2 separate regions of the Capsicum annuum genome follow, and region 1 is linked to region 2. The links are chromatin contacts, called in public Hi-C maps. All regions are on one chromosome and are shown on one strand. Each heading gives the region's core, a stretch centred on a gene start, on an enhancer-like site or on the middle of the called end of the contact. The rest is flanking DNA. Distances are from core to core; before and after follow the strand shown.

Region 1 (4,795 bases), core at 1,283-3,782, 52 kb before region 2:
AAGTAGTAAATGTTGGGATATATGTAATATTTTAAAAGTGAAGGAATTTTTAGTAGTTTTGAAACATAAGTTGTTCTTTTAGATAATTTTTCCTTTATTTTAAGCTTCTTACTTCTAATATCCCCATTCATTTCCTTTTTAAGTTTCTCAATTCTTTTTATTTACGTAATACTCTATGTTAACGAGTATAATTTGTCTAATAAACTTATTTTTTTGCTGTTTTCCTTTAAATGATCACTATGCAAAGATGAAAGATTAATCGTAATCTGGAAAAGGAACTATCCTTAAAAAAATCAACTTGATTTGTAAGGCCACCTAGTCCTTCGTTGATATGATTGCCAATTGGGTTGCCAAACTTTTTGTTTTTCTATTTTTTCCCACCCCACCAATAAGAGGGTCAAAATTTGTTTTCACTTACTCTTTGGCATGACTCAAATTCTCAAGCCTCCCGGTTGATGTTGAAGGTGCTCAATTACTTGATCGAAGTCTCATTAGTCCGAAACTTTATAGTTAAATCCTGTTTAATTCATTTTTTTCTTTTAGGATTCGTTAAAAAACGTCATTTTACCATCTTATTCCCTTATTCATTAATTGCTGTGATTTGTTGCTCATGAGCCGAAGATCCTTTAAAAACAACCTCTCTATCTTCACGAAGTAGGGGTAAAGCCTTGGTCGAACTATAGTTACTATGTTTGTTGTGGTTGTTGGTTGGGTTAAAAAAGCAGTTAAATATCAAATATAATTAGCACTAACTAATCCTTGATACATATATATGATGATTTGACTTGGACCATTTGCACTTGTCTTACAAACGTGTGTTAGTTCATTCATATCAATATACGGTTGAAACCATAAGTGAGATTAGTTCAAAGTATAGTAGGTATGCTTGTTTTTATTTGAATGTGGGCATTATATTATCAACAACCATAGAACATGAAACGGTGGTTATATGAAACAAAAATTAAAAGTCGACAAGTAGTTACTATACTTAACGGTTCACCAATCAATTATTTCCAATTAAGTAGTAGTACTTAATTACACGTCTTAGACCATTAACAAATTGTCTGCACTACTCTGCAGTTCTTGAAGTTGAATTCCCAGTTGATCAGTCAACTAGCTTTTTTAAATTATTGAGGAGTTTAGGTGATAAAAATTCAGTAACTGAAAAATAAAATTATGAAATTGTCTTTAAGGCATGGACACTGATGTCATAGTTTCATATTAGCAAAGTCGAGTATCAGTCAAAATTACTGCGCCATTACAAGGTAAAAGCCAGAGGTATATCTACATGTAATTTGCGTGTTAGCGGTGAAAGAAATTTTTTATCAAGAACTTAACTTACGTAACAAATAAAAGTTAATTATTCTAATATATAAAATGTGTGTTTTTTGTTTCCAAAGAGATTCAAACGAACCCCCTTCCATCCCTCTAGCCTCGCCTCTAGCTTAGATCATTTGTATGTGTTAAAAGATTCACTAAATACCTATTAATTTTTTTTTTTAGAAAAATAGTGAGAGAGTTCAGTTGAATCGTTATAAAGGAGCTATTGCACAAATGAACATGAAGTTTATTTAGGCGTTAGAAGATGAAGTCTATTTTAATAGGAGGATGTGGTAATGTATTGCTGGTATAATGGCAGGCAAATGGCATACTTTCACACTCGATACATCATAATTATAACCTGCATTTCCTGCCCTCACTATTTTTATTGGTGCATACTGCTGCTTCAATTTTAATTTGTGTATTCGATAATGACTTGATATATTATTTAAAAAGTATTTTTTTTTTTTTTAAAAATGATTTGAAATTAAGATATGTGAAATGTGACAAAATATTTATTAAGTTTATAAACTTAAATATATCGAATGAAAAATTAGGCCTCTCGTTTAGTCATGAAAGTAACAATTTTTTAAAGTTGGAGTTGGAGCTGGAGCTGGTGTTGTGTTTGACCATGGATATAAATTGAAGTTGTGTTTTAAAATTTTGTGAGAGAAATAGAAGTGAAAATTCACTTTTTCAAAAATAATTATTATGATCAAACACTACTATTTTAATTTTTTTCACTAAAATAAAATAATTTTTTAGAAAAAAGTAAAAAATTCTTACTATCAAATGTTTACTTAGAATTAAGGAATTGCCAAAAAGGAAAAAAGACATATTTTTCGAAACACACGAATAAGAAAAATAAGATAAATAAATTGAGAAAAAATTATCATTTAAGTATGGATTTTAACTATGTAACTTTTAAATTTCAGAATGATGAATTCAAATGATAATAATTAAATTTTAAATATATATAGTAACAATTGAATCTGTACTTCGTGCCCTAAACATAAGTCAAGTGGCAAAATGTGTCTCCATTTCATTCTCCCTTTGGCACCCTCAAGTTTAGTTAGGTTCTTGAACTACCATCTTTTACTAGTATAGAAAACAACGTAAGCCAATAGAAAAAAGAGAGAAGAAAAAATGGAAATTACTTTTAACTCTTGGACATAATTTTTCAATGGATTTTTAGAAGAAATAGAGAACAGATCTGTTGAGTTGAGAAGCATGCCATCTGGAAGGATAATATATTCTGGTGAGCTGCCCACACGATGCTTCCAATAAAGTATGAACTCAATTTAACCACAAATTCTACAGCCACTGTCACTTGCCTATGCTTTGATCATCACCATTATTATAAGCTAAAGACATTATTTGCACTCACTGTGTATCACAATTCACATCGAGTCATCAACAACAACAAACATACCTGCTATATTCTCACAAACCGGAATTTAAAAAGAATAAAGAGTATGCAGTTTATACTATTACCTCAAATAAAATATATAGAGAGGTTGTTTCCGATAGATTCTCGGCTCAGGACAAATAACAAACAAACTAAAAAAAATAGAAAACATAAAAACACACAACAAAAATGAGATAACACCCTACTAGTAGATAATAATGAAAACAAGGCACCCACAAGGTAGTACTATAAATTATCTATTCAAAATTGAAGACATCACCAAAACACCACGAACAAGCAACTACAAATGTAGATACAAACAAAAGTACTCTTACTTACTGTTACTGACAAACTCTTACCCATTAAACCTCTACCCCTATTCGCGTCCTCCACACTTTCCTATCAAGGTCATGTCATCCGTAAGATGTAACTGTTCCATATCATGTCTAATGATCATCTCCCTTCAATATTTCTTCGGTCTACCTCTGCCCTGCCTGAAATCATCCATAGTCAGTCTCTCACACCCTTGGACTGGAGCATCTGTGCCTCTCCTCATCACATGCATGAACCATTGCAACTTCACTTTTCTCATCTTGCCTCTATCGAACCGAATGTCACCTTCTTTCCGAATAATCTCATTTCTAACCTTATCACTCCTGATAAGTCCACACATCCATCGCAACATCCTCATCTCCACCACCATTAACTTTTGAATGTAAGAATTCTTAACTGACCAACACTTCGTTCCATACAACATGTTTGCCACAATTCACATCAACAAATATAAAAATTATCACTTAACAATGGTTAATTACTTTTCCCTCATGACAAGCATCTTTCGCCTCCCACACGGGTTCGAATTATCAAGAAAATTAAAAGGTGCGAACTTTTAGCAAAAGGTCAAAAATAATTACTATTCCCTCGCTTGTAAATTTTGTGGCACTTTTTAATTTTGGAAAATAATTTTTAAAGATACTTATTTTAAATTAAAATTTAATATTCAAAATCATAAAAATAAACTTAAATTGTTGATTATTCTCATGTCAAATATGATGAAATCACATTGTAAATGTGGATCTAAATATTATTTGAATCACAAACAAAATAAAATCACATAAATTTAACCAGAAAATGTACTACATATTTTTAATTATTTTGTCATTCAATCATTATAAATTGGTATAACTCAATACGTATAATAGTGGTACATATGTATTTCTTTTAATAGCAACGTGCATCATCCTACGCCGTCACTAGCTAGTGAAACCTTCAACTGTGGACAGGTATAATTAACACGTTGACAACTCGACGGAATTTCCAAACTGTGAATTATGCGTAACAGATAATTTGATCATTGACTTTGCTATATTACTTCTTTGCTATTCCACGTATAATAATTTGAAATACTAATCCAATTCAATTTTTTTTTTTCTAAATTAAAATTAGTAATGCTTTTCAATGATGAATTCTCCTTACTTCTAAAAGACAAAGGGGCCAATTTGATTGACTCCTCCCTTTTTATGGTTATTTCATACTGTTAGATAACATATATTTATTTTATGTATTTAAAAATCACATAAAAAGTAATAAAAATCATAATATTAATAACTTAAAATATTTAAAAGACACAAAAATTTGATTTATTCTCAAAGTTTTATTAGTTTCACATAAATTGAAACAAAAGAAGTGTAATATATTATTTGAAAAAATAATATAAAAAGTACTATAAATACAATAATTAACAATTTAAAATAGTTAAAGATATATAAAAATTTAGTTGACTGAAATTGTATCAATGTCATAAATTGAGACAGAGTAACTTATATTTATTTGAAAATTATATAAAAAATATTATAAATTAAAAGAACATGTAAAAATTTTACTGACTTTCTAAATATAATTCGTGTCACATAAATTGAGACACAAAAAGTAATTTATATTGGACACAGGGTCCTTTATATCTCCTTTTACTTATATTTACCGATGATGTAGAGGATTTTCACAAAATTAACATAATCTATCTAGCTCCAACGTTCACATTTTTATACGTACAATTAGTATAGGTTT
Region 2 (5,245 bases), core at 328-2,827:
ATGGAGTTGACAATGGTCATACCAGGTGAATCTGAAGGGGCAAAATAGTAAGAATGATTTATGTTGATCCCATGTGCAGTAGGAATTGCAACTGTAGTAGGAGATGCAGTGGTAGCGTTAACCACACCTGGAGTACCGTGTTGATCCATTTAAATCAAGTGATGCTTGAAGGGAGGAAGAGAGATTGGATCAAGCTACCGCTCTGATATCATGAAAGAATTGAAGCAAAATATTGAATTTTTTTTTTTTTGATGATCTTATTCTATGTGAACTAATGTATATATATATATATATCTCGTGACAAAAAAAAAAAATCTAAACGCTTGTATCTTGCTCAATAGTAATCAGAGGACATAAGTATTCTAAAATCATTATATTGCAGTAATTATCACAACAAAGTTCACTTTGACCAGATATATACTAAATCCATTGTTGTTTCAATTAATATGGTTATTAGCATATCATACAAAGATTACTGATAGATAAGTGGTTGCTCCAGTTGCATGCATATGTGTATAAGTAGTTCACCAATTCTGTATTTTGTAGAATGATTTTTAATCATATACACTCATATATATATCAATTCTTTTGTACTTGCTGTAGCATATGATATATGTCTTATTTTAGATAGTATAATCCACACTTCTAAAAAATTACATGTAAATATTTTTTGGATGACCTTATAGTGAGTGTATAATAACTTTATATTGATAATATATAAAACTTATATTCTAAAAAATCAATAGTAGAGTCCCCCCTCGACGATGGGGTGTCGATCGACAACCCTTCACTAGAGAGAAGTGCAATAGGTATATATATATGTATATATATATACATACACACACACACACACACACACATATATATATATATATATATATATATATATGGTAATGTACGATATTGTGTTGTATTGCATGGTATTTTATTGTTTTAATGAATACAGAGTTTGGATAGATTGTATTATTTTCTGCAGTTACATAATCTCACATAGGGCAGAATCGTCTTGACTTTTTTCTGCATTCTACTAAACGATCCCTTTGTTTGGATGGATGTTTCTTATGGTTTCATAATGTATGGTAATGTACGATATTGTGTTGTATTGCATGGTATTTTATTGTTTTAATGAATACAGTGTTTGGATAGATTGTATCATTTTCTGCAGTTACATAATCTCACAAATCAATAATTTGAAAGAAAAAACTACTAAAAAAAGGTAGGATACGGGATAAGATTAATATAAAAAGGTAGGATAAATGATAAAATAAGCTATTAAATAATAAGTAAAGGTCAATAAAAAAAAATTAAGGTAATGATGTAAATCTACCAAGTCGGTGATTATATAAAATGAGTTTTTTCATGGTTACCTAATCATGAAATCAAATTATACCATACCATATGTTTTAACAAATAATTATTTTAAAAAGCAATCAAAACAAACATGGTAATTTAGAACGATACCATATTATATCATGGATAACCACTATCCAAACAAAGTGCGCAACCATATATATACTTACCACGCATTCTACACACACACTTATTGGGCCGCCTAAAAGCTTCTAAACACGGGCTTGCTTTCTTGGACTATTGAATTGTATAGCCCATTATGAGCCAACCTTTAGCCCAGTCCATAACTCTTGCTCTGACTAGCTTCCCCGTCGTACTTCCTCTCGTCTTTGCCGTTTCAACGCCATTGCTTTGACGACAAAATTATCAACACATATTCTCACCGACGTCGTCGTCCTCCGCCGACCGTCCGCCGACCGTCTTCCGTCCACCGTCCGACGACCGTCTTCCGTCCACCGTCCGACGACCGTTTGCCTTCTATCGCCACATAGGGCAGTTTCCGATGGAAGTACACAGGTGATTCTGTCAACTGTCGGTGTCAATGGACTCCTCAAAACCAAATGCTCAGTCCATGCGAGTACTAATTCGACCTCCAATTCCAACTTCTCACTCTCATACTCCCCCTATACCTCCTCCTCCCCACCCACCTACATCAACCTCATCGGATACACTCCCGTTAACCCCTCAAAACGGCATCGTTGTGGTTGGTTTCATCGGAAAACGTCACGATGACGTGGCTTACCTGATGGACCGGATTATTGATGATAATGTGTTTTGCTCCGGCTGTTTAGATAGGCAAATTTTTGTTGATAACCCGGAGTTTGATGTAACCGATGAGATGAAGAGTTGGTTCGAGTATAGGAATATAAGCTACTATCATGATGATGAAAAAGGGATTTTGTTTTTGCAATTCTCTTCAATTCGATGCCCTTTGATGGAAGAAGGCAATTTGGAGTCTAAGATGGGATTTGATTCACTTTTGGAAGACTACGAATATGGCGATCTCCAAGCTATGCTCTTTATGTTCTCTGTGAGTTTTTTTTTTCTTCTTCACTCTATGTTGAAATGTTGGGCAGTTTTTTCAATCAAAAGAGGAAATTTGTGTGGCCAAAATGGCTTCTTTATTCCTCGTTATCTTAGATTTTGTTTATTGGTTGTACATTAAAGACTATGAAGCTTTTGAAATATTTTACACATAATTTTATTTGCTCTATATAGACTTGATCAATAAAGCTAGTGGAGAATTTGAGTTGCAGCTGTCTATAGTGTTAACCCGAATGAGTTGTCTGACTCTCACTTAGTAATTTGAGTTGCAGCTGTCTATAGTGTTAACGCGAAAGGTTGCTTCTTCTAAATTGTAATTGGGCAAGGTTTTGGATTTGCAGTTGAATAGAAGAAATGTGTGTAGAAGAATTTTGCATCATTTCCATGAATCTTTTTTTTTTCATGCATCAAAATGAGCATGTAAATATTGTTGGTTAGTATTCAATTTGTGTTGCCATCTTCTTTACTAAAGGGTGATCATTGGGTCTGTGAGGACACTGAAACTTGGAGTCCAGTTCTTTCTTCTTACCCTGTGAGTAAAGGTCTTCTCCACATTTGTTATTATTGGTGCTAATCATATTCTTATTTGACAAGGAAGGGATACCTATCGGTAGAGGCCCTCATCTCCAACCACAAGGCTGTGAGTTTAGCCAGGGAGCAAATTAGGAGGGCCACCATTGGGCTCCTCGGTAGGGGTTTGGGAGGTGGAGTTCACCATATGGAATTTCTTTTGTAGGCTTTCTATTTAATATTTCATACTTCCCCTAGTTAATCGTAGAGTGCTACTCAACCATGCTTAGCTATGCAGGTTTGTCATGTTGTAGTTTTTATCCAAGAAGGGTCACGCTTTGACACACAGACACTGAAGAAACTTCGCGTCTTGCAAGCAGCTAAACAAGCAATGACTCCATTTGTTAAGTCACAATCTCAGTCACAATCTCTGTCACCCTCTGAGTCTGCTTCATCTTTTGCATCTCCATCACGTAGAGCTGCGTCAGGAAGATCATCTAACAATCCTTCGCCTGTCAAAAGCCGTGGCATTTTCAACCGAAATAATTCAGCAATTACTCTGATGTCAGGTTTAGGTTCATATGCCTCTTTATTACCCGGACAGTGTACTCCAGTTACACTCTTTGTTTTTCTTGACGATTTTGCTGATGATTATCCTAGTTCTAGTGTTGAGGAACCTGCTGATATTTCCTTGGCAAATCAATCATCAATTGTTGGTACCTCGGCTCGGCCAAGCTTGGCTCCAAAAGGTTCTGGTTCTGTGGTTGTGCTTGCACGTCCTATGAGTAAGTCTGAAGGTGGGTTCAGGAAGAAGTTGCAGTCTTCTCTGGAGGCACAGATTCGATTCTCCATTAAGAAATGCCGGACGCTCTCAGGTTCTGAAACTGGTCATACAGGTTCAAGAAGTGGGGGCGTGTCAAATTCTGCAATGCTGTTTTCCCTTGATGCATCAAAGGCTGTTGCACTTTTAGATAGAACCTCTAATAAGAGAGGTGAATCCCTTGAATTTGCCACTGGCCTTGTGGAAGATGTTCTGAGTGGAAAAGCTACCTCAGATTCTCTTCTTTTTGAAAGTCATAGCCAGAGTGCAAATAGAGAAGACTTACTTTCTATCAAGGAGTTCATCTGCAGGCAGACAGATATATTAAGAGGACGAGGGGGTGTGGTTTCAAATACCAACAGTGGTCCAGCTTCTGGTGTTGGGATGGTTGCTGTTGCTGCAGCAGCAGCCGCTGCTTCTGCTGCTTCTGGAAAGACATTTACTTCTCCTGAACTTCCACATTTGGAGAAATGGTTATCTTCTAGTCAGCTTATTCTGCAATCGATCCTGTCCGCGAAACATGCCATTGCAGATGAGACTGAAATTAGTAAGAGGAATCTCCGACAAAGAAATTCTGTTTCACCACCTCTTGAAGGAAATGCTTCAAAAGTTTCAGATCCACTTGAGATTGCAATGTCTTATTTGGCGAGTGGTAGAGGGATAAATACTAGGTTTTCTACTTTATGGTGCCAAAAGGCCCTTCCAGTAGCTAAGGATACATATTTAAATGAGTTGCCTCCATGCTACCCAACTTCTCAGCATAAGGCCCATTTGGAGAGGGCTCTTCATACTTTCAATTCAATGGTCAAGGGACCTGCTGTGCAGTTATACTTGCAGAAACTGGATGAGGAATGCACATATGTCTGGACTTCTGGCAGGCAACTATGTGATGCTGTTAGCCTCACGGGAAGACCGTGCATGCATCAAAGGCATGACATAGAAACTGGTGGCTTATGTTCAAGTGATGAGATTAAGCCACATTCCAGTGGGTACGTCTTCCTCCATGCATGTGCATGTGGTCGTTCAAGACTCCTGCGGCCAGATCCTTTTGATTTTGAAACAGCAAATGTTACTTTTAATCATTCCATGGATTGTGACAAGCTTCTTCCCACAATTGAGTTACCTCAAAGAAGTGATACCGGTGGGCCCATTCAGCCCTCAGCTTGGAGTTTAATTCGAGTTGGGAATGCAAGATACTACCAACCGTCTAAAGGTTTGATGCAGAGTGGCTTCAGTTCTACACAAAAGTTTCTTCTACGGTGGAGTATCCTTCTTGAGAAGCCAAAATATGAGAGTGGACTACTATCAATCAATTTAGAGCATGCAAATATAAATAAGTTTAGTAGCAATGCCGGGGATGAGCCTAGCACAGTTTCAGCCTTAGAGAAAGCTGGTGAATTGAGTGTGCAAAGTGGATATCAAATCCAAAAGAAATCTTCTGCAGAAAATATCAAAACAGATGATAAAGTAAATACTTTAGGTAAAGTAGTTTCCAATTTTAATATGAGAAAAGCTTTTTCT

What was found. Hi-C and Micro-C count contacts between places; a contact is called where the count stands out from the background.
Region 1: a contact with region 2 is called in a Hi-C map of bud, with 2.8 times the contacts expected there. The contact joins the enhancer-like site here to the promoter of LOC107875614 in region 2. A contact is called at or near these places in 2 of 5 Hi-C or Micro-C datasets (bud and placenta).

What each region holds. Positions count from the first base shown.
Region 1 is chr6:220,229,253-220,234,047 of UCD10Xv1.1, reverse strand. No RefSeq gene overlaps it. Among protein-coding and RNA genes, the nearest start is that of LOC107874647, 5.8 kb to the right of the region's middle. Within about 2 kb of position 2,532, at least 1 of the 5 cell types and tissues checked has an H3K27ac peak or open chromatin away from gene starts, as enhancers often do. A contact at or near this core is called in bud, where this site is marked.
Region 2 is chr6:220,175,592-220,180,836 of UCD10Xv1.1, reverse strand. It overlaps LOC107875614, which reads left to right and starts at 1,577. Exons shown (of 8, transcript XM_016722396.2): 1 at 1,577-2,380; 2 at 3,203-5,245. The coding sequence starts at 1,892.